Linked DNA regions of Mus musculus: regions 2, 3 and 4 are each linked to region 1. The links are chromatin contacts, called in public Hi-C maps. All regions are on one chromosome and are shown on one strand. Each heading gives the region's core, a stretch centred on a gene start, on an enhancer-like site or on the middle of the called end of the contact. The rest is flanking DNA. Distances are from core to core; before and after follow the strand shown. Region 1 overlaps Gm15286 (a long non-coding RNA gene). Region 2 holds the start of Gpbp1 (GC-rich promoter binding protein 1). Region 3 holds the start of Mier3 (MIER family member 3). Region 4 overlaps Gm15290 (predicted gene 15290).

Region 1 (5,299 bases), core at 1,348-3,847:
TCAGAGTAGTGTCTGAAAAACATATCCAGTGGATTTCATCTTTGTTCCTTGGCTCCTAATTCTCTGTTTACACGGAGTTTATAATTCTGTTAACACATGCTTGTACATTGAAAGGATTATTTTAATTGAAATTTCAAATTTAATATTTAAATTCTAATAAGTTCCTAAAACCCACAGGATACACTGGGTTCTGTCCTTGCTACCTGGGATTTTTGCAAGGACATAGAAGACAAACTAATTATATTTGATAACTTTTTCTCATAAAAAGAGAACAAAAACTTTGCCAAGGATTGCAACCTTGAAGTCAGCCAGGGTTACATAGTGAGTTCAAAGCCAACGTAGGCTATGTAACAAGACCCTGGCTGTCCTGCTGAGGACTTTGCGAGTGAAACTGCATTTGTCACAAGATGATTCCCAGCTACCAGGCTTTGATATTATTTTTTTACCTCCCAAGAGAAATACTTCAGCTAGACAATAACGATGAATATCAAAATAAAAAACTGGCCACTGGGAGGGCAAGAGGGCTCATCAGCTAAAACTGCTTGCTGCACAAGCCTAGAGACCAGAGTTCAAATCCCTGGTCCATGGTGAAAGGAGAGAACCAATTCCTGAAAGTTGTCTTCTAATCTCCACTTTTGGGCTCTCTCTCTCTCTCCACACCTGCATGTGCAAAATGTAAATATAAATAAATACTGACAATTTATAGCCACAAGCAAGGGGAAGGCTCAGGTTGGATAAAGCAGTCTAGAAGCTGAACACATCATCCTGCTCCTGAAATCCCAATGCTACTGAGGCAGAGGCAGAGAGGCAGAGAGGCAGAGAGGCAGAGAGGCAGAGAGGCAGAGAGGCAGAGAGGCAGAGAGGCAGAGGCAGGAAGGATCTAACATTTGAGGCAACCCTCGCCTACACGGCAGAAATATCATCTCACACAAAAAGAAGCAGAAAGACCCTTTGGCGAACTTGAATCAGCTATTCTCCTTTCACTGGGGAAAGGAATAACTGCTACCCAGAGGCCAGTAGACAACCCCTCAAGCCAGCACACACTGATTAATCTGAGATTATTGACTACTGTGGTTAAATTGCCGAAGAATCAAATCCAGATTATTGTGTCATTTTCCAAATCACGCTTCCTGGACTTTAAACCTGCCCTGGTTTAAAAATGAGACTGTGTTTTTGAGAGGCCCAAGGTGGACAGCCTTCCTGCCCCTAGAAGTGCTATTTCAGGGGAGCTGGGGTGATCACTCCTAGTTGTCCCTTAGTCCTTGTCCTCAACATTCAAATCAAAATGTTAGATTTTGGAGATCTTTTTGAGTTAGCTTCAAAAAAAGGGACTGCAAACTAAGGAGGAGTAGGGGTAATGTGAGGTACTCTTGCTCCCTAAGTCAGCTGGCAGAAACCACTGGTAGGGCAACTGTAGGACCTGGTGAATTTAAGATTTTGAAGACCTACAGGGACAAAAAAAAATGGAGAAAAGATGAGGGAAAGGAGGTTCAGTGACCGGCCCAAATTGGGATCCATCTCGAGGGGAGGCTCCAAGGCCTGACACTATTACTGATGCTATCTAGACAGGAGCCTCGCATGGCTGCCCTCCGAGAGGCCCAACAAGCAGCTGAAAGAGTCAAATGCAGATACTTACATCCATACAATGGACAGAAACAGGGGACCCCTGTGGTTGAATTGGGGAAAAGCTGGAAGAATCTAAGTAGGAGGGTGCCCGCATGGGAAGACCAGCAGTCTCAACTAACCTGGACCCCTGAGATCTCTCAGACACTGAGCCACCAACAAGGCAGCATACACCAGCTGATATAAGGCTGCAGACACACATACAGCAGAGGCTGCTGGGTCTGAGTGGCTTCAGTGAGAGAAGAAATAATCAATCCTCAAGAGACTTGGGGCCGAGGGAGTAGGGAGGTCTGGGGGAAGAAATGGAATAAGGAACAGTCAGAGGGTAGATCAGGAGGAGGGATAACAATTGGACTATAAACAAAGATTAAATAATAATAAAAAATATTTTATAGATCCCAGTAGGAGGGTCCCTCCCTCCTTGCCTTCCCTCCCTCCTTCCCCTTCTCTTTTCTCCATCCTTTCCTCCCTCTTTCTCCTCCTTCCTTCCCTCTCTCAGTCCCTCCTTCCTTTCTTCCTTCCCTCCCCTCCCTTCTTTCCCTCCCTCCCCCTTCCTCCTTTCCTCCCTCCCTCCTCCTTCTCTCTTCCTCACTCTGAAGCCCCAGTTGGCACAGCCCTCTTGCCTCTGCCCTGCCTTCCAATGTGTGATTCAGTTATGCACCACCATGGCCAGCTTTTGCTATACTTGTTTTGATGTTGTTATTGTTTAATTGTTGGTATTTGGGTCTCACTCAGTGGCTCAGGCTGGCCTTGAACCCAGGGCAATCCGCCCTGGTTCTTTCTCTGTGATATTTGTCAGTGGCCCAAGTGCTTTGAGCCTGCATAGGTTAAGTCTCCAGCATCCTTGGTCTGGGTTGGCTTGATAGGCAGTGACCTTTACTCCAGATCAACTTTGTCCTCCCCGCGGCACACCTGGGACCTTTGTTCCGTCCAGACTCCACCTCTGATACTGAATTCCAGAAAGTTGCTCCCTGACAACAGCCTTCCACAACTCCCAAACATGAGTCCTCCACTTGGCCTTTGAGCCACCAGAGTTCACCACCCACTGGGCAACTGCCCGAGGTCTCCTCTAACTACCCCGTTTCTGTCTCTATTGTGAACCCGTCTCAGTGCCACCACAGGTTTGCCTGTGCTTTTGCTCTGGCAGGCTCTTATGTAGCCTGCGATGGCCTATAGCTCCTGATCCTACTGCTGTAACCCGGACTGTCTTGCCACTGACTTGAGTCTTGGCCCCTCTGGCTCCCATCTCACCCCAGCTCCATCCCTCCATTTATTTTCTGTCCCTGCTCTCCCACTGCTTGAAGATTACTGAGAAATCATGTAACTGTAGATTGGTTGGGATGGCGTTTACCTACCGTGTACAAAGCCCCAGTTTTAACCCCGAGTATCATATAGACTGTGAGTTGTGATATCTGCTTATAAGCCCAGCTCCTGAGAGGTGGGTACAGAAAGATGAGAAATTCAAAGTCATTCTTGGCTATAAAGTGAGTTATAGGCTAGCCTGGACTACATGAGATACTGTCCCAAAAATAAAAGTGGGTGCTGGGGAGATGGTTCAGTTGGAACATGTTTGTTGCTCAAACATGAGGAGCTGAGTTCAGATTCCTAGCATCCATATTAGAAAGGAAGCCTAGTGGGTTGTGCCTATAATGCCAGGACTGGAGAAGCAGAAACAAGGGGATTCCTAGGATTTGCTGACCAGTCAGTCGGGCTGAAGAGGGACGTTCTCGTTCAGTGGAAGAAAGAACCTGACTCACAAAAAGATGGTAGAGAATGAAAGGAAGATACTCAGCATCAGCTCTGCTCTACACACACACACACACCATACATGTGTATAAGTACCTGCACACAAACGCACACACATAAACATACATGATTGTACTCACACATACACACACACAACATACATGTGTACAAGTACCTGCACACAAACGCACACACATAAACATATATGATTGTACTCACACATACACACACACAACATACATGTGTACAAGTACCTGCACACAAACGCACACATATAAACATACATGATTGTACTCACACATACACACACAACATACATGTGTACAAGTACCTGCACACAAACACACACACATAAACATACATGATTGTACTCACACATACACACACACAACATACATGTGTACAAGTACCTGCACACAAACGCACACACATAAACATACATGATTGTACTCACACATACACACACACAACATACATGTGTACAAGTACCTGCACACAAATGCACACAAATAAACATACATGATTGTACTCACACATACACACACACAACATACATGTGTACAAGTACCTGCACACAAACACACACACATAAACATACATGATTGTACTCACACACACACACAACATACATGTGTACAAGTACCTGCACACAAATGCACACATATAAACATACATGATTGTACTCACACATACACACACACAACATACATGTGTACAAGTACCTGCACACAAACGCACACACATAAACATACATGATTGTACTCACACGTATACACACACACGCACAACATACATGTGTACAAGTACCTGCACACAAACGCACACACATAAACATACATGATTGTACTCATACACATACACACCAACATACACGTGCATAAGTACCTGCATACAAACATGCACACATAAACATACATGATTGTACTCATGCACAAACACACACACACACTGTCTCTGCCTTCCATTTTTATTCCTCAAAGTTCCATAGTCTTTTGGTAAATGTCTTGCTGGATTGTTCCTTCTTCCTCGTGGAAGCTTCCATTGCCAACGCCCTACTCTGGTGACCCCTCCCAACTCGGGAAAGGATGCTGGTGGCACCACAGGTGTAGACAGGCAGGACTATGGAATGCTGGCTTCATATGCACCATTCCCTGCAGTGCAGACAGGAAACTGCAGAAAGAAACCACCAAAGAACAGTGGCCAACCATGGCCAAGCATTGTGGCACACTTGGGAAGCACAGGCAGGTGTTTCTCTGAGTTTGAGGCCAGCCTGGTCAACAAAGTGAGTTCCAGGACAGCCAGGGCTACACAGAGAAACCCTGTCTCAAAAACCCAAAAACTATTAAAAAAAAAAAAAAAAAGACTATCTCAGAAATTAGTTATTAGTTAAATAAATAAGCAGCCAGAAAGGAACACTTGCAGTGTTGAGACATCAGGGAATGGAAGCCTTCGATTTGCATGCCCATGGAGCAGAACATTCTATAATTGGCCTGAAGAAAGACACTTGTGTCTCTTCCTTTGGCTACCAGACAATTGAAGCCTAAGAAACTGGGATTTCCCTAGGAATCTCATACTAGGAGAAGGTAAAGGCTGGAGCCTGGCGCTGGTCCCAAGCGGAACTGTTCTCAGGAAAAGATTTCCACAGTTCTGATAACTTATCAGAGAGACTGGAAGCTGAGACAATGTGGGGTCCACCATGGTGGGCCCACAGCTTGTCTAGAATTGTTTAGTGATGTGTAACTCTCATCTTCTATTGAAACTGAAACTCAAGAAGATGAGACGGGGTTCCCTGAACTTCTTGGGGTTGGCTGGACTCCTCCATCTGTTCTTCTGCTGATGTGGCTACAATGAAACAAACTTCTTTTTCTTTTTTTTTTTTTTAAAGATTTATTTATTGATTATATGTAAGTACACTGTAGCTGTCTTCAGA
Region 2 (5,299 bases), core at 1,495-3,994, 110 kb after region 1:
CACTTGTAATCTATCAGTTGATGTGCCTTGTGGAGACTTCCTTAACTGGGGAAAAGAAAACGACGGGCAGGCTGGTGGAACGGCTAACAGGTCCTTGGTTTTTCTGTGGTTACACAACACTTGCTTAGCAGGTATAAAGAGTAAAGACACCCCCACTTTGACGTCTAGAAGAACCGTGTTCTCCCATCCTCCTTTGGCTTTTTGAAACAGGGTCTTGTGGTCTTGAGCTCCTGGATTCCACAGTGTGCACACTGTCGAACTTGGCCCTTTAGAATTGTTCTTTGGTTCTGTTCGTGGTATAGGGACAAGCTGACTGAGACGCAGCCTGCACTGCAGAACTCAACAGCCTGAGTAACTGTTTTCAGGTAATGTGGGACCTTTGACTTCACTACAGAAAGAATTCCAGGAGAAGCCGGTGTGAAGCGGAGTTAGAGTAGACTTAGAGATTGCTTTTTAAAGCGTAGATTATTTGCTCACTCCAGTGGGTAAAACGAGGGGCTCAGTGAAAGACCACCACACCCAGGAGCAAGGCTGTGGGCTTTTCCAAGTCCGGCACATTTCATTGTCTTTACAGTATCAAAATATTTAAGATTTTGATGTGCTTTGAAGTTAAGTTTGAAAGCTTGTTACAGAACTTAAGTAAGATCACAGGGTGGTTCTCCAGGTATACTGGGCAGTTAACAGTTGAAAAGGTTAAACCAGCCAGGTGGTGCTCAACTTTAATCCCAGCACTAGGGGAGGCAGAGGAAGATCTCTTGAGTTGGATGCCAGTTTGGTCTACAGGGTGAGTTCCAGGACAGCCAAGGTTACACGGAGAAACCCTGCCTCGAACCCCTCTCCCACCAAAGTCAAACCCTAAATCACTAGGGTTGTAAGAGAAGTTAGGATGTTTTCTGTTTCTTCTTTCAAATTTCTAGAAAATATCTGGGAAAGGAGTAAGACCATATTGAAGGTTACATGTTCTTACCTATTCACAGTTCATTGCTATTTTAACATTCTTTAAATCTGAGGCGGGGTCTCATTTGTAGCCCTGACTATCCTGGAATTTTGCTATGTCCTCGAGGTTAATCTGAACTCAGAGAATGCTGGGATTATAGATGTAAGGCACGACTCCAGGATATTTTAACTTTCTTGGAATAGTTTTCTCTAAAGCAGGTGCTGTTCATCTTATTTAATGCCTGACTCTTGGTGAAAGGTACCCTTTTTCTTCTCATGTCCCCATGCATTCCCTCCTCTTCCTGTTCTGCCTAGTTTGATATCAATTCTTAGAAATAGAAACCAGGTGGTGTGTCTTTGAAGGGATAAGGAGAACTCCAGGCCAGCTTGGGTTACATAGCTGAGATCCGAGCTAAATTCAAAAGCAACCCAAGTTCTTTTTCAATATACGTTAATTTTATGGATTCAGGTCTCGTGTAGTGGAAAGAGTTTGGATTAAGACTTAAAACAGAGCTGGGCGGGGTGGGGCATGGTTGTGACCCCAGAGTTTGTAAAGCAGAGGCAAAAGGATCGGGCGTTCAAGGTTCTCTACATAGCTCTTTAGAGAAAGCAACACGAATCCTTGCCTCTCCCGTCCCCACTCGACCCATATTCAAACCCACCTAAAACAAACGGAAGTTTAAACCGGGTAGGTTGAGTAGTCAAGGTCCAGGGAGTAACTGGATCATTTCTAAAATATGAAACCAGCTTATGTAAAAAGTGAGGAAAACACATCTTAGACATTGGCACGATTGAAAAAAGCATCCTTTAGTTTTAAGCCCTTTTTCCCTTTGTACCTAGGGGGCAAGATGGGTAAAGATTGAGGTACAAATTAAGGCGAGTTTACATTCGGCGAACTTATAGGGGTAACGCACTAAACTACAAACCCTATAATGCATATAAAAAGTTTCTGGGAAATGACGCTCCGGTGATTTTCCCTCTTTAGGACGCTTCTCCCTCATTTCTTCTACTTTTTTCCTTTTAGAATTAAATCTCCAACCTTTCCAGAGTGAACCTTTGGCTATATGTAGAGAAAGTGAATACCGTAACTTTTTTTTTTTAAATAATCGTTTGTGCTATGCGGATACCCAGGACAACGCTGATGAAATAATCCATCTCCTTTGGAGTTATTAGAAATAGGAATTACTAGCGCGATGCTCTCTGGCAGCCCTTCGCACTCCGGGGGAACGGTGGCTGCAGCCGAGCCTCGCGCGCCTCCCTAACCCGGCTTCCGCGTGTTAACGTCCCGCACGCTCCGCGTGGCGCGCGACTGCGGCGCCCAATCACTCAGGCAGGGCCGGCTCCGCCCACGGAGCGCTCAGGGCCCGCGCCGAGCGGCCTGCGAGCCACGGCGGGCTTCAGGCGGAGCCGAACGAACGGCGCCCGCCGCCGGCCGTTCCGGGTTGCGCGGCGCTGCCGGGCAGACTCAGAAGCGCCGCACGCCCTGCGAGCCCGCCTGCCCGTCCGGACCGCCTGCGCTCGTCCTCTCCACCCCACCGTTCCCGAGCTCGGGGAGGGCCCGCGGCTGCACAGAGGCGCTCCTCAGGGAACGGACGGGAATTCCCCCTTCCACCGAACGTTCCGGATTGTTCACCGTCCTCACGTCAGCAGCAGGGGGTAATCCCCGGCTCCAGCTGCTCCTGACGTCACCGCGCCGAGACTCCGCCTCCCCGCCCCGCCCCCCGCCCCGCCCCCGCCCTTCCCCCGCGCCAGGCCCAGCCTCCGGGTCCTCCTCAAAGCCCCGCCCCCGGTCTAGCCCCGCCCCTTCCTCTCCCCCAGGCGCCGACGTAGAGGGCGGAGCTTCCCTGACCTGGGGCGTGAGCTGCTACTTGGGCCAGAAGGTTCTGTGGTGGAGGCCCTCCTCCTCCGGCTCCGCCCAGTGGGTTCGTTTGCACCGCGGCTTCCGCACCCTTTCTTCCTCCTCTTTTCCCCTCGCCCCGCCTCCCTCCTCTTACTTCTCAACCTCTCCGCTGCGTCCCCCCTCCCTCGCCACCTTCCACGATCTCGCGAGACTTGGCCCAGAACATTGCGGATCGGGTCGGCGCCATTTTGGGACTGAGACTGGTTGTGGGGGAGGGAAAAGCGGCAAAAGGGGATTATTCAAAGTACCGAAAACCTCCTCCCGGGATCGAGCGCAGCGGCACCCCCAGGCCAGGGGCACCTCTGGTGGGGCAGAAGGTAACACAGTCCCCTGGGCCCCGGACGGGAGTCTCGGGGACCGGGGGAGGGGTTGCCCGTGTCGGCGTTGGGGCTTGAGGGGTCGGGAGCGGCGTTGGTGGCGCGAGGCGTGAGGGTGCGGGCGGCCGGGGGGCGGCGTGAGGCGTGAGGCGCGGGGCGCCCGCCCGTCCTCCCTCCCTCCCTCCCTCCCCCCGGCCGGCGTTGACTCAGCCCGGCGGAGCGGAGGCGGCGGCGGCGGCCGTGGGGCGAGGTGGGCGGCGGGCCTCGGCGGCCGTGGTGGGGGGGGGTGGTGCTCGGCGGCGAAGGCCGGGAACGGCCGGGGCGCCCGCGGCGTCGGGCTAAGACCCCAGGCCCCGGCACGCGCGCCTTCCTGGGCCACCACCAGCAAGGCGGCCCCGGGAACCGGGGAACCGGGGGACCGGGGACTGGAGTCGCGGCGTGCGGAGCCGTGGACTTCCGCCGTGTGCTCGGCGGCGCTTCGCCCTCCCCGCCGCGCCGGGCTCCGTGGCAGTTGCGGTGGTGGTGGTGGCTGCTCGCCCAAGGCGAGCGCTCCGAAGTCGCGTCGGCTCCCGAGTCCGACGGGACCTGTTTATTTTCCCGGGGAGAGCACGGTCCTTAACGGGGTGGACGGGTCGCGTCCCGCACCTCCCACCCCTGGAGTTTTGGCCGAAACCTGTTTGCTTAATTTCAAGGGAATGGGGCCGAGCACCTGGAGCCGAGCGCTGCTCTCCCGGGCTTGGGAGTCAGCCCCCGGGCGAACCGTAGCCACTCGCCCTGCCACGCTCGCCTTGCCACGCTCCCCTCCCGCCCGCCGGCCTGCCCGCCGGCCTTCCTACTAAGCCGTAGTGGGGACAATCCAGCTGCTCCGTCCTCCGAGATTGCGTTTTGGAAGGAGCGTCACGCTCCTTTCCGCCTCTCACTCTCGGAGTCGGGTTCCCCGACGCTCCGTGGCAGCACCACCTGTCCATTTGTTTTCCTTTGGCACATGGGAGAGAATCGGGGAAGAGCACTGCTGAGACCGTGGGCCACTTTCGTAGTTTGAATATTTGCTCAAAGTTTTTAAGTTGGGCGCTTGCAACCTCCAGGGTACTACCTGCACCCAGTTCCCAGTTCAAATCGGAACTCTTCAGTGATATCGTCGCCCACAGTTTTCTAACTCCCTTCATTCAGTAGACTTCATCGAGGGCTAGGAAAAGACTTTTTCCCCAGCTCTCTTTTTACGGCTGTGTGGGAAAAATTTTTTCCCCAGAGGTTAAATTTTTTTCCAAATGGGGGTTAATTTTGATTTGAAAATAAAAACTGACTTAAGTTTTTTGTTTTTGTTTTTTCCTAATACAACTTTTACAGGTGGTTGAATTTGGCGTATGAAGATCATCATCTAGGTTTTGTTTAAAAGGCCCCGGATATTTCAAGTGGCCATTTTGGAATTACAGTTTTGTTTTTGTTTTGGGCAATTTTGCTCCAGAAGTTCATTAAAATTGACAAGAATCATCTCTGAAGTGAATTGATAGTAGTGAACAAATTCAACGAGCTACTAAAAGTCCCAGCCATTTCTTCAGTATTTTGGGTCAAACGGATTATATAAGTGGTTAAAGCATTTCATCTGGTGTTATTTTTGTCTCTTTCCCCTCTCCTGTTTGTGTTCTTCAGCCAAAACTGTAAGATATGTTTGATTTGTGTACCAAGTAGTTTCAGCAGTTTCAAATTACTGTTTAAATATTGCTGAAGTTTTGTGGCAGTTCTTTTTACCTTTATTAAAAGTTTTAGTAATTTTTGACTTCAGCTTTTTTCATATTACAATGGGACAGCTTTTCTAAATGAAGACATTGAAAGAATACAGCGTTTTTTTCTTTTTATCTTTTATTTACTTGGGAATGTAAGATGTTCCATTTTCACACCAGCATGGTAGTATTGAGATAGCTATTTGTCTATACACGCTGATGTTTAGAAGTAATCTTCAGATGTGAAATTTTTCTTTTTGTTTCTGCTTTTTGGCACATAAATTGGCTATTTCTTCTGGAGTGGATAAGTACAACAGTGACAAATACATGGAACAGTAAAGAAGACCTTGCTCTTAAATCCAAGGAACCTGGCTAACTCTGGATCTGACCATATGAAAACTTCAAAGTAAATATGGGTAGCTGAC
Region 3 (5,299 bases), core at 2,010-4,509, 88 kb before region 1:
TGGCTTTGTGACTTGAGACTTGAAGCAGGCCATTCAAAATTCCTAGGTCTAGCTTGGGTTTTCATTTGTAAAATACACAGGGCTAAAGGCAATGATCTGTGAGTCCCTTCCAGATCTAAAATTCTCTCTATTGACTAAGTCATTAAAAACTAAGTGTCTGCTTAGATACTAAAGCCACACTGCCTTTTGGATTTTTATTGAAATTGCAACTTCTTACAGATAATGATGCAAAATGGAAAATTATATTATCATGTTCAAATCATGTATATAAATATTCTTTCCCTGAACTTGTGTCATAAGAGCTGCTTGTCTCAAAGTTAGGAAAAATTTAAAAACACTTGTACAGATGTCCACAATGATTTTACAATCACATAATCATTCTATTATTTTACCTCCTTAAAAGATACCTAAATAGGTCTTTGAAAGTTAGCTAAATACAAAAAGTAAGACTGCAAGGTAAGTAAGTGGCTTGGTCTCTCTAAAGCAGCATGTAAAGAAATTCTGCAGGCCGGGCGTGGTGGCGCACGCCTTTAATCCCAGCACTCGGGAGGCAGGCGGATTTCTGAGTTTGAGGGCAGCCTGGTCTACAGAGTGAGTTCCAGGACAGCTAAACCAGAGAAACCCTGTGTGTGTGTGTGTGTGTGTGTGTGTGTGTGTGTGTGTGTGTGTGTGTGTGTGTGTGGCGGGGGTCATCTGGAGTGAGCCCGGGGATAATGGCAGAGAACTTGCTTAGCCCTTGGTAGTCCCTATACAAAAAAGGGGGAAAATTAAGCATAGACTCCATTATGCTGGGTGACTCTTTGCAAAACAATTCTAATTGCCTCCAAGTACAATAAAGGGGTTGGAGAATTCCAGAGGCACTTTTCTGGAACAAGTGGGACAAGGCAGCTAGAGAAAGTTTGAGAACCTAAAACAGTTTAGCAGATAAGGAGAGAGAGAGAAAGACTACAACCTCCCTCCCATGTAGGCACACCCGCGCAGATTCCGTGGACTCCTTTTATTGGATCCTCAATATATTTTCTGGCTTCTGTACTAGGTAAGCTAACCATATTAATACGTCTCTGTGCAAAACCAGGAAGACACACATTGCTTTTTTCCTTTATTATTAAGGTAGCTTTACCTAACCCAATTTTCAGTTTAAATATAACAGACACTTGAGAGCCATAGTAAAGAAAAATGGAGTTAAAAGCTAATAATCCAAGTTGCCCCAAGTTCTGACAAGTTAAAAGGACAATTTATTTTTAATAAATAAAAATAAAACAAGCTGTTAATTTGTAGAAGGTTGATTTGGGATTCATTATTTCCAGCTTAGAGTCAAACAATAAAAAAAGTTATGTGAGAATAAAAGACTTTGTAATAAGGTTTCTGGGGTACTTTTTCCACCGTGCACTGAGCACAACTATTCCCTCCTCTCTAACAACGTAAAACTACATTGGAATTCTTTAAGATCCAAATGATGAAAAAATATAGCAGGGTACATTTCTGTGGTTGTACAGAGAATCCTTTTACCAGCCAATCCTATCTCCCTCTGGGACAACCCCCCCGACCCCCGACCCCCGGAAGAGGTAAGAAAATTGAACAAACCTGGGCTCGAACTTCCAAAGGAAGCCTGGGAGAGTGAGAGAGAGAAAAGAAAACTGTGAGGTTGAATCCTGTAGCAAGGAAAAGGAGGCAGCGCAGGCAACAGGGCGCAGAGGGGGCGGAGCCGAGCGCTCCCAGGCAGCTGCCAAAAAGTGCAAGACGTAGCTTCGCTCCAATCGCTCCCGGCCCCTTTCGGGCCCCCTCTTGGCTGCCTCGCCTTCCTCCCCAAGTCCCCAGTGTACAAACTCGCAGACTCCGGACGAGGGCTGGAGTTGAAACGGGCAACTCCGAGACACCGTTTAGAGCTCGGCAAGTTACAAAGCCGGGAAGCCGAAGCCAGAGCTTACCCGGCTCGCAGCATCAATCCTTCATCCCGGGCATCTCACGAGTCCCCCGACTACAGCAGCTCACCCAGCTCTCCGCTGGCCCTAGAGCAACTCCTCGAAACGCAACCCCGTCCCCTAGGAGGGTCTCACCCTCTGAGACACACACACACAGCCTGCCCTTGGAGTGCGCGGGCGCCCCAACTCCAGGGTTTGTCGACTGCCCCAAGCGTAGGCCAGCTCGACCCTGACACTGGTCCCCAACCCAACGCGGGAGCACCCTCCCGCCCCCACCTCCCCACCCCCACCCACCAGCCGCTGAGGTCGGAGGAGCCGCGACCACTGAGTCTGGGACCAGCCGGGTCCTCCCCCGGGGGAGCGGTCGGTCCCCGGCCCGCCAGCTCGGCCCTAGCACACACAGCTCGCTCCTGCCCAGCCCCGGTGCTCCCATCACGCCGCCCCCTCCCCCAGCTTGCCCGTCCCAGGGGAGCCCGGTGCCCGGCAGCCCGGGTCGCCCGGTGCCCCCCCCCCCAAGTCCGGCCCGGGGTAAAGAGACTCTCGGGCCGCTCGGCGGGCGAGGGCGTCGAGGTGTGGGTCGGTCTCTGCGCCCGGGGACGCCGCACCTCGCAGGCTTCGGGGTAGAGAGTCCCGCTCCGCTCCCGCTGGCCTCGGAGCCCCCGGTCAGGAGAGGCGGCGGGCGGCCGGATTGCCGAGGGCCGGGTCGGCTCACTCCGGCGGGGCAGTGGCGCAGCCCGCTCTCCGCGCTGCATTCCAGCCGCCGACCGAGGATCGGCCGCTCTCCACCCACCCCGATCCCGGGAGGAGGCGCCGAGCGAACGGCGGCCCGCGTCAGCCGCCCCGGCCACGGCCCGGAGGCTACCCCGGCCCGAGGCTCGCCGCCGCCGCCCTCCGCCGCCCGGCCCCGCCGCCCGGCCCGGCCGGGGTCGGAGCCGCCGCGGCCTAGTCCCGAAGGGAGACCGCTCCCGCGCCCGCTCCCGCCCCTCCGGCAGCCTCGCCGCGCCTCGCCGCCGCCCCGCGCCCCCCATCCCCCGTCGCCGCCGCGCCGCCTTCCGAGGACCCGCGGGAGGAGCCGTGGCTCTCGGGCCGGCTGCGGGGCTTCGGAGGGCCGCCCGGCTCCCGCTCCAGCACGGCCGCCGCTGCCCGGTTTCTCCGCTCACCTCCGCCATATTGGTACCTTTAGGGCGAACGAGCAGCGCCGAGCCCAGTCCCCGGATGGGGCGCCTGAGCCAATCGCAGCCGCCGCCGCCGCTGCCGCCGCCGCGGCCCGCCAGGCACCCGCCCGGAGGCAGAGGCGGCTCGGCCCCTTATAGGGCAGGCCGGCCCGCGACGCCCCCGGCCCGCTCGCACACCCACGCCGTCCGGCGCTCCCGCGGCCGCCGCTCCTGCACGCGCCCGCCCCGCGCGCCCACGGCGCTCTGCCCCGGCTGGAGTAAAGTTCCAGCTGAACTGCGGGCGAGCGCGGGGACCGGCCGGTGGGTGCGGTGGGGGGGCCGGAGGGAGGGAGGGAGGGAGGGAGGGCGAGCCCGGGGCGGGGGAGGAAGGAGGGTGGCGGGAGACTCGGAGGAGGACTCGACGGACTTTCCCGAAGTGAGAAGAGTACGCGATGGCAAGTGAGCGAGCCGCTGATGGGCAAAAGAGGAGAGAGACCCGGACAGGAAGCAGGACGGCTAGGCACCTGCAGGAATGGAATGCGCATCGGCGTTCAGTGGCTTGGAGTGAACTGTGGAAGTAGACATTTGCCAGACAGGCTCTGGAAGATGATGGCAATTCAGAAGGCAGAAAGACTGACAGACGGAGCCAGACATGATGAGCGTGCTTGCGCGACATTCATAGCCTGTACACTTTTTTTTTTTTAAAGACCAGTTCTAGGAGTTATTAATCACAAATAGTCTAGAAGATGACCCGAAGATATACACTTGATAAACCTTTTAAAAAGCAGAGTGTCAAAGACCCTGAACCAAATTGCAAAAACTGCCTCTCACACCTACCTCGGGGGTAAATAAAAACAACATTGTTTGAGATTATACATACAATAAATGTGGTCTCCTGGATAAGTGGATACATGGAAGAGAGAGAGAGACTTAGCAGATGTATCTGTTTCTGCATAGGCTTCAAGAAATAATCCTGTGTATGAAAACAGATCCATGAGAAGATAATATACAAACAGGAAGGTGTGCTAAGACCTTACAGGGGCTTAGAGTGTCCGTGAAGACCAGAGCTCTCCTCCCAGATGCCTGCCAGGAGCTTGTAATAAATATTAATGGCAAAATGAGGTTTGCACTGTAGCTTCATAAATTTAAGCATTTTTAAGATGCTAAAACTTTTCATAACTTTAAACCTTAATTACACTGTTCAGGTTTGAGCCTAGGGTCTCCAATTCCCTCACTGGATGAGGATGGAGATGGGTTATGGGAAGAAGCAACGGTTACTTTTAAAGAGGATTACCAAGGCAAAAAAAAAAAAAAAATCAACCTAAAAACACGGGTAAAAGTTATTTATTCGTGGAAATTTTACAGAAGAAAAAAGTCACTCAACTTCAAAACATCCAAAAGACATGGAAAATTACACTTCCCCTACTGTGAATGATATCACAAACTTTTGTCCAATCAAATAACTCAAAAACAGGCTTGGCACATGTTGTCCCTACCATCTTCAACGAGGCGTTCAAAGTTGTAAAAGTTAAAAAACAAAACAAAACAAAAAACCCTGTGGCTTGAAATGGAGCAGAGTGACCAGGGTTAGTGAGGGGCAGTGCGCACCCACACCCTCTGATAAAGCCAGAAAGCACTGCTCAGCAGCTCGGCTCCAGCCAGGTAGCCAACAGCCTGCCCCTTATTTACATCATAAAAAAAAAAAAGTTTCATCCTACAAATTTATCACATCCTCACAAGTGTGGCCTTAGATTCTCCTGGCCAATTCTGAGAAATATATGGCCTTGCAGTTCTCCATGAACAGAGTAGTAAGGTTTCTTCAGGTTCTCTTGACATTTTGACAGCTTTGACGAATTGTATTGTATATAAGCAAAACTTGAAAAGGTAACCAGGGAGCCTGGGCTTAAATATTAGAGGTCTCAATTTTATCAAATCCATGAGCAAAATAACAAAATTTCAGAAAGCAGTCATGATAGAAATAGCAGCAGCTGCAACTTCTGCAAGTGTCTGTTTGCCTGGTTCTTAGAAACCTCATCAAACTCTCCACGAGTCTGGAAAGTCATTATCATACTCTCCAGTAGCAAGAGGTGCTTTTCCATCCACAGTTTGGGCAGAGCTCCAGCCGGTCTCCTTTATCACAGCCTGCACCAAGCTGGTGTAGGCTGCAGCTGCTTTGTCTCAGCATGGCCTAGAACGGTGGAGGCCTTTGCTGCCAGGGATGCC
Region 4 (5,299 bases), core at 1,528-4,027, 66 kb after region 1:
CTCTCTCTCTCTCTCTCTCTCACACACACACACACACACACACACACACACGAGTGCATGTGCACTGGGCACTCAACAATGGTTTTGGAGATGAAGCCTCTCCTTCGTCGCTCACTCCCCACATTAGCCGGTGGCTGCCTAACTTCCACTAACTTCCACTCCTCTTCTAGCCAAGTGTGACTTCTTCAAACTCCAAATTGGTCTCTCTGGGACTCTTCTAATGGGCAAGGAACCCTCCCATGAGCACGCTTGACCACCGAGGGCTCTACAGTTCAGGCAGCTCTTGACTGCCCTCTTCTGGGGTTAGGTCCCCAAGTCACCCTTTCCTGTGGACCAGCAGCCACCCCTGAGTTCAAGTCCAAGTGAGGTAGTGAGAGGGGCTGCTTTTCACTTTATTCTGAAGCGATGGGATCCAGGCAGAGTTATTTTACCCTATTACTCTATTGTTTTACATCTGTAGTGTTGTCTGTCTGTGTTTGGAGACAGGGTCTCTGGTCTGTAACCTCAAACTCTTGATCCTGAAAGAGTAGTAAAAACAAAATTCTAGGCCTTTGGGCCCAGGCTTGGGAATGTGATCTTTGTGGCTCAATGCTCCAAGGTATGCTAATCATAAAACAGATAGTGACATCCCCCCACCCACCCACTTCCTGGGTTCAAGGAGTATTCATTCAAAGAAAGTCACCCTGACCCACCCTGACCATTGCTGGAACCCGCTATGCAAATGTGCTATTGTTAGGGGCTCTTAGAAACTGTCTTGAGAAATAACCCTCACAATTACCAGGTATTCCTTGTGACACCTGTGACTTTGTACTTCCTTGTGACTCTTAACTGGTATTTTTGGTATTTTCCAACAACGCCCTTCCCACCTCCTTGAGTTGTGCTTTCTTCCTTTAAATACCCCCTTATCCAGCTACTCGGGGCGCCACGGTCCTCTACCCCTGCGTGGTGTATGACCGTGGGCCCTAGAGCACTCTTGAATAAAAATCCTCTTGCAGTTTGCAGCAAGACCGTTTCTTGTGGGTGATTTTGGTGTGTCACCTCTCCTGAGTCAGAAGGTGGGGGAGTCCTCACGTTGTGGGTCTTTCAATCCTTCAATCTCAGACTCTTGGGGGGCTGGTGTGGGGTGTGGGCTGGGATTACAAGGGGTTTTGTTTTGTTCTGTTTCGGGTTTTTGTTTTTTTTTTTTAATCTCATAATGTAGCTATTTTTATCCATCAGGAAGGCTTGAGGGAGGAAGCAATGCTAAGGCCTTTCAGATAACAAAACTCAAAGTGGATTCAATGAAAGCAGATAGTGGAGTACACATCGGTAAACCCAGGACAGCCTCGGCTGAAGTAGGAGGCTAAGGATTTGAGGCCAGGCTAGGATACAAAGTCAAATGAAGAGCAGCCTGGGAAGAAGAAACCTTATCATAAAAACAGAAACAAAGCCCACTGAGCAGCAGCAGCAGCGGCAACCAGAGAACAGATAACATTGTTCCTCGATGTCTGTTAAATTGCCTTTTCTAAAAATGTGAAGAAATTAAATGAGCTGAGTTTGGCACTAGGGAGATGAAGACAGCGAGCCCAGGATCTCAAGGCCTTCACTTCAATCTTCGCCACCAAGACACCCACCCACCCACCTCACCCCCCAAAAAAAAGAAAGAAAGAAAGAAAGAAAGAAAATAAGAAAAACGTGGCATGTTGGGAAGATGGGGGTAAAGAGAAGAAGGGTTTGTTTGTTTGTTTGTTTGTTTGTTTTGCTTTGTTTTGAGACAGGGTCCCTCTATTTAGCCTTGGCTGTCCTGGAACTTGCTATGTAAACAAACCACTATGGCCTCAAAACCAGAGATCCCCCTGCCTCTGCCACCCAGTGGTGAGAATAAGGCATGCATCTACATGCCTGTCCTTAGTATTATCAATAAAACAATAACAGACACAGAAGAAACCTCAAGGACAATCTTATTAGAGAAATGCCGGGACAGGCAAGCTTTCCATCCTAGCAGCTGTCCGGAGGAGGGAGATGCGAAGGACAAGGAGAAAAGGCCACACTGTCCTAGTTAAGCTGGCGTGGAGGTCAGCCACCAGGCCCACAAGCAACCACACAGCGTAGGGGAGCAATAGAGAGGGAGTGGAAAGGCCCAGAAAAAGCACACTGGGGTGTGGCCAGCATTGGAAAGACGAGAGAAAGGAGCAGAAATTGTCCCTTCTAAGTCAGGAACTAGAAAGGCGGGTAGGACTAATAGAGCTTTGCTGGCGGCACGTGAGGATCACGGGACAGAAAAGCAGGTGATCCCATCACGGGGCTAATTGTTGCTCCTTTCTGGTTAAGGTGGCTTAAGGCGAGCAGGCGAGCAGGCGAGCAGGAATTTGAAGGTGGGCGGGGCAGGTGGGGAGAATGGGGGTTCCTTAGCCAGGGTATTGACCTGTCTAACTAGACGATATACCCAGCTATAAGCAAGGGCACAGAGAAACCACAAACTGGACCACTCCATGAATACAATAAAGGGTTTATTTTATTGAGGGTCAAACTGCCAAAGCTACAGAGGTAGGCAGAGAGAAGATCAAAATGGCAGAAAAGCAAGGGGTGGGCTCTATGACAGTCAACAGGACGAAGGCCTTTGAGCTGACTCAAGCTTTGTGAACTGACCTGGAGACAAGGTTCCCTTGCTCAATGTGGATGACCTTTGAGTTTGGATTAAGGAAGGCTCCTGGCAAACAGAAACCCACCTTAGGCCTTTACACAACAACAATCCTTCTGTTTACCAAGCCAAAGTCCTGTTTTAGACATTGTCACCAGCACTGCCATTTGGGAGACCTCTTTGGACCTAGCATCAGCCAGGTCAGGGACTGTATTCTCTTGATCAGAGGAGCTCTTCCTCAGTAAACCTTTACTGCTATTACATATAATACTGTCTCAAAACCACAAAAGAGAAAAAAAGAAAGATTAAGAAAAATATGTCCCATATATACTGCACTCCTTCCTTAATCATTAATAAATATCTCAATTGGATGCTCCCAGCCATCCATTGGACAGAGGACAGGGTCCCCAATGAAGGAACTAGAAAAAGTACCCAAGGAGCTGAAGGGGTTTGCAGCCCCATAGGAGGAACAACAATATGAACTAACCAGTACCCCCAGAGCTCCCAGGGACTAAACCACCAACCAACCAAAGAGTAGACATGGTGGGACTCATGGCTCTAGCTGCTGTATATGTAGCAGAGGATGGCCTAGTCAGTCATCAATGGGAGGAGAGGCCCTTGGTCCTGTGAAGGTTCTACGCCCCAGTGTAGGGGAATGCCAGGGCCAGGAAGTGGGAGTGGGTGGGTTGGGGAGCAGGGGGAGGTGGGGAGCAGATAGGGGATTGCAAGCTAGGCAGCGGTGGCACACGCCTTGGATCCCAGCACTCGGGAAGCAGAGACAGGGTTATCTCTGACTTTAATCATTAATAAATATCTCAAACAACTTGTATAGGGGTTGGAGAGATGGCTCGGCAGCTAAGAGCATTTGCTGCTCTTACAGAGGAGTGGGGTTCAATTCCTAGTATCCATGTCAACCCCCTGTAAGCCAAGCTCCAGGAATCGGACAGCCTGGTCTACAGAGCGAGTTCTAGGACAGCCAGGGATATACAGCCTTGTTTTGAAAAAAGAAAAGAAATAAGGAAGGAAGGAGGAAGGAGGAAGGAAGGAAGGAAGGAAGGAAGGAAGGAAGGAAGGAAGGAAGGAAACTAGTTATACCACTCCTGGGCATATGCTCAAAGGACTGTATATCTACCATGGAGATGCCCTTGTTGGATGTTCATGTTCATGCCTCTCTATTTACAATAATAAGGAAATGTAATTAATCTAAATGCCCAGAAGAGACGAGAGGATAATGAAAACACGATGCCTAGGCACAACAGAATTTCATTCAGCCTTAAAGAAAAATAAAATTATGAACATTTCAGAAAAAAAAAGGGTGTGGACATGATTATACTGTGAGGTCACCTGATTCAGAAGGACACATCTGATCTCCCTCAGAGACTTTAATTTTCATTTATACGTATATGTGGGTGTTGGTGCGGGTATCGGTCATGAAATCAAATTGTGAAACTGGAAATCGGGAGATATTCCAGAGAAAGATATATCGAGGAAAAGATGATAGATAGAACACTATCTGACTTGAAATGAAAAAAAAAATGGCAGGAGTAGACATGTACAGGGAGGAAAGGACCAACAAAAATAAATTACACGTGAAAACGGCCACAAAGAAACCTATTACTTTACATAATTAAAGTGCAAGGCACTAGCTAGCCAGGCTGGGGGGCAGGGGTGTGTGCAGAGATGGCTGTCAGTAAACTGCTTTCTGGGTGAGCACAAAGGTCTGGTTTTTGATTCCTAAGGAGCCACGTACAGAAGCTGGGCACAGCAGTTCATGTCTGCAATTTCAGTGCAGTGAGGGTGGGGGCGGGCCCCTAGGGCTTACTGCTCAGCCTGGCTAGGCAAACCAGTGAGCTCAGGCTCAGAGAGAAATCCATCTCAAGGAGATAAAGTAGGGGATGAAATGAGGGAAGGAAGGGAGGGAGGGGAGGGGAGGGGAGGGGAGGGGAGGGGAGGGGAGGGAAGGGAAGGGAAGGGAAGGGAAGGGAAGGGAAGGGAAGGGAAGGGAAGGGAAAGGGAAGGGAAGGGAAGGGAAAGGAAAGGAAAGGAAAGGAAAGGAAAGGAAAGGAAAGGAAAGGAAAGGAAAGGAAAGGAAAGGAAAGGAAAGGAAGAGAGAGTGGTTGATGCAGATATATAACTTCAACATCAGGCCTCTACACCTGTGCTCACATGTGTGCATGTGCACCCACACCTGCACTGAAGCACAAACACACACACACACACACACACACACACACACACACACACACACACAGAGGAACATGTATATAAACACTAAACAAACAAACAAGCACCCCCCCCACACACACATACCCCTACACGAACATATGTATAAACACTAAACAAATAAATGAATGAATAAATAATCATGAAATGAAATAAATAATTATTAAACAGACTTTGGATTGGAACTAGGACAAAAATTCCAACTATTTCAAAATGACTCTAAATGTACTTCTGTATTTTGTGCTTATTTATGTAAGGCGGCACTCTCAGCATTGAAAATTACAAAATCAAAATATCAGCAAACAGGGAAGGGCTGGAGAAATGGCTGAGTGGTACTTGCTGCTCTTACGTAGGACCCCGATGTGGTAGCTCCAACCTTCTAAACTCCAGTTCCAGGGGATTCCCGCCCCGCCACCAATGCCTTCTTCTAAACTCTAAAGGCACCAGGCATACAGG

Evidence for each region. A called contact is a pair of places that touch in the nucleus more often than the background predicts.
Region 2: a Hi-C map of liver shows a contact between it and region 1, with 2.1 times the contacts expected there. The contact joins the promoter of Gpbp1 here to the enhancer-like site in region 1. A contact is called at or near these places in 1 of 39 promoter capture datasets (cranial neural crest), 1 of 484 Hi-C or Micro-C datasets (liver), 2 of 115 datasets of contacts at active chromatin or transcription factors (embryonic stem cells and intestinal villus epithelium) and 3 of 9 other capture datasets (adipose tissue, liver and pancreatic islet).
Region 3: a contact with region 1 is called in a Hi-C map of liver, with 2.2 times the contacts expected there. The contact joins the promoter of Mier3 here to the enhancer-like site in region 1. A contact is called at or near these places in 1 of 39 promoter capture datasets (embryonic stem cells), 6 of 484 Hi-C or Micro-C datasets (the G1E-ER4 cell line, LSK cells, embryonic stem cells and 2 more), 5 of 115 datasets of contacts at active chromatin or transcription factors (embryonic stem cells, large pre-B cells, pro-B cells and 1 more) and 3 of 9 other capture datasets (adipose tissue, liver and pancreatic islet).
Region 4: a Hi-C map of liver shows a contact between it and region 1, with 1.9 times the contacts expected there. The contact joins two enhancer-like sites. A contact is called at or near these places in 4 of 484 Hi-C or Micro-C datasets (CD4 T cells, Th1 cells, liver and 1 more), 1 of 115 datasets of contacts at active chromatin or transcription factors (embryonic stem cells) and 2 of 9 other capture datasets (adipose tissue and liver).

Annotation. Positions count from the first base shown.
Region 1 is chr13:111,595,554-111,600,852 of GRCm38.p6, reverse strand. The region is part of intron 2 of Gm15286 (a long non-coding RNA gene); the gene reads right to left. Among named protein-coding and RNA genes, the nearest start is that of Gm15286, 18 kb to the right of the region's middle. Within about 2 kb of position 2,597, at least 10 of the 459 cell types and tissues checked have an H3K27ac peak or open chromatin away from gene starts, as enhancers often do. A contact at or near this core is called in intestinal villus epithelium and liver, where this site is marked.
Region 2 is chr13:111,487,572-111,492,870 of GRCm38.p6, reverse strand. It overlaps Gpbp1 (GC-rich promoter binding protein 1), which reads left to right and starts at 2,744. Exons shown (of 13, transcript NM_028487.5): 1 at 2,744-3,153; 2 at 4,501-5,299.
Region 3 is chr13:111,684,138-111,689,436 of GRCm38.p6, reverse strand. It overlaps Mier3 (MIER family member 3), which reads right to left and starts at 3,259. Exons shown (of 13, transcript NM_172593.3): 1 at 3,083-3,259; 2 at 1,585-1,609. The coding sequence starts at 3,091.
Region 4 is chr13:111,529,324-111,534,622 of GRCm38.p6, reverse strand. All of the region lies in intron 1 of Gm15290 (predicted gene 15290), which reads left to right. Among named protein-coding and RNA genes, the nearest start is that of Gm15290, 18 kb to the left of the region's middle. Within about 2 kb of position 2,777, at least 15 of the 459 cell types and tissues checked have an H3K27ac peak or open chromatin away from gene starts, as enhancers often do. A contact at or near this core is called in liver, where this site is marked.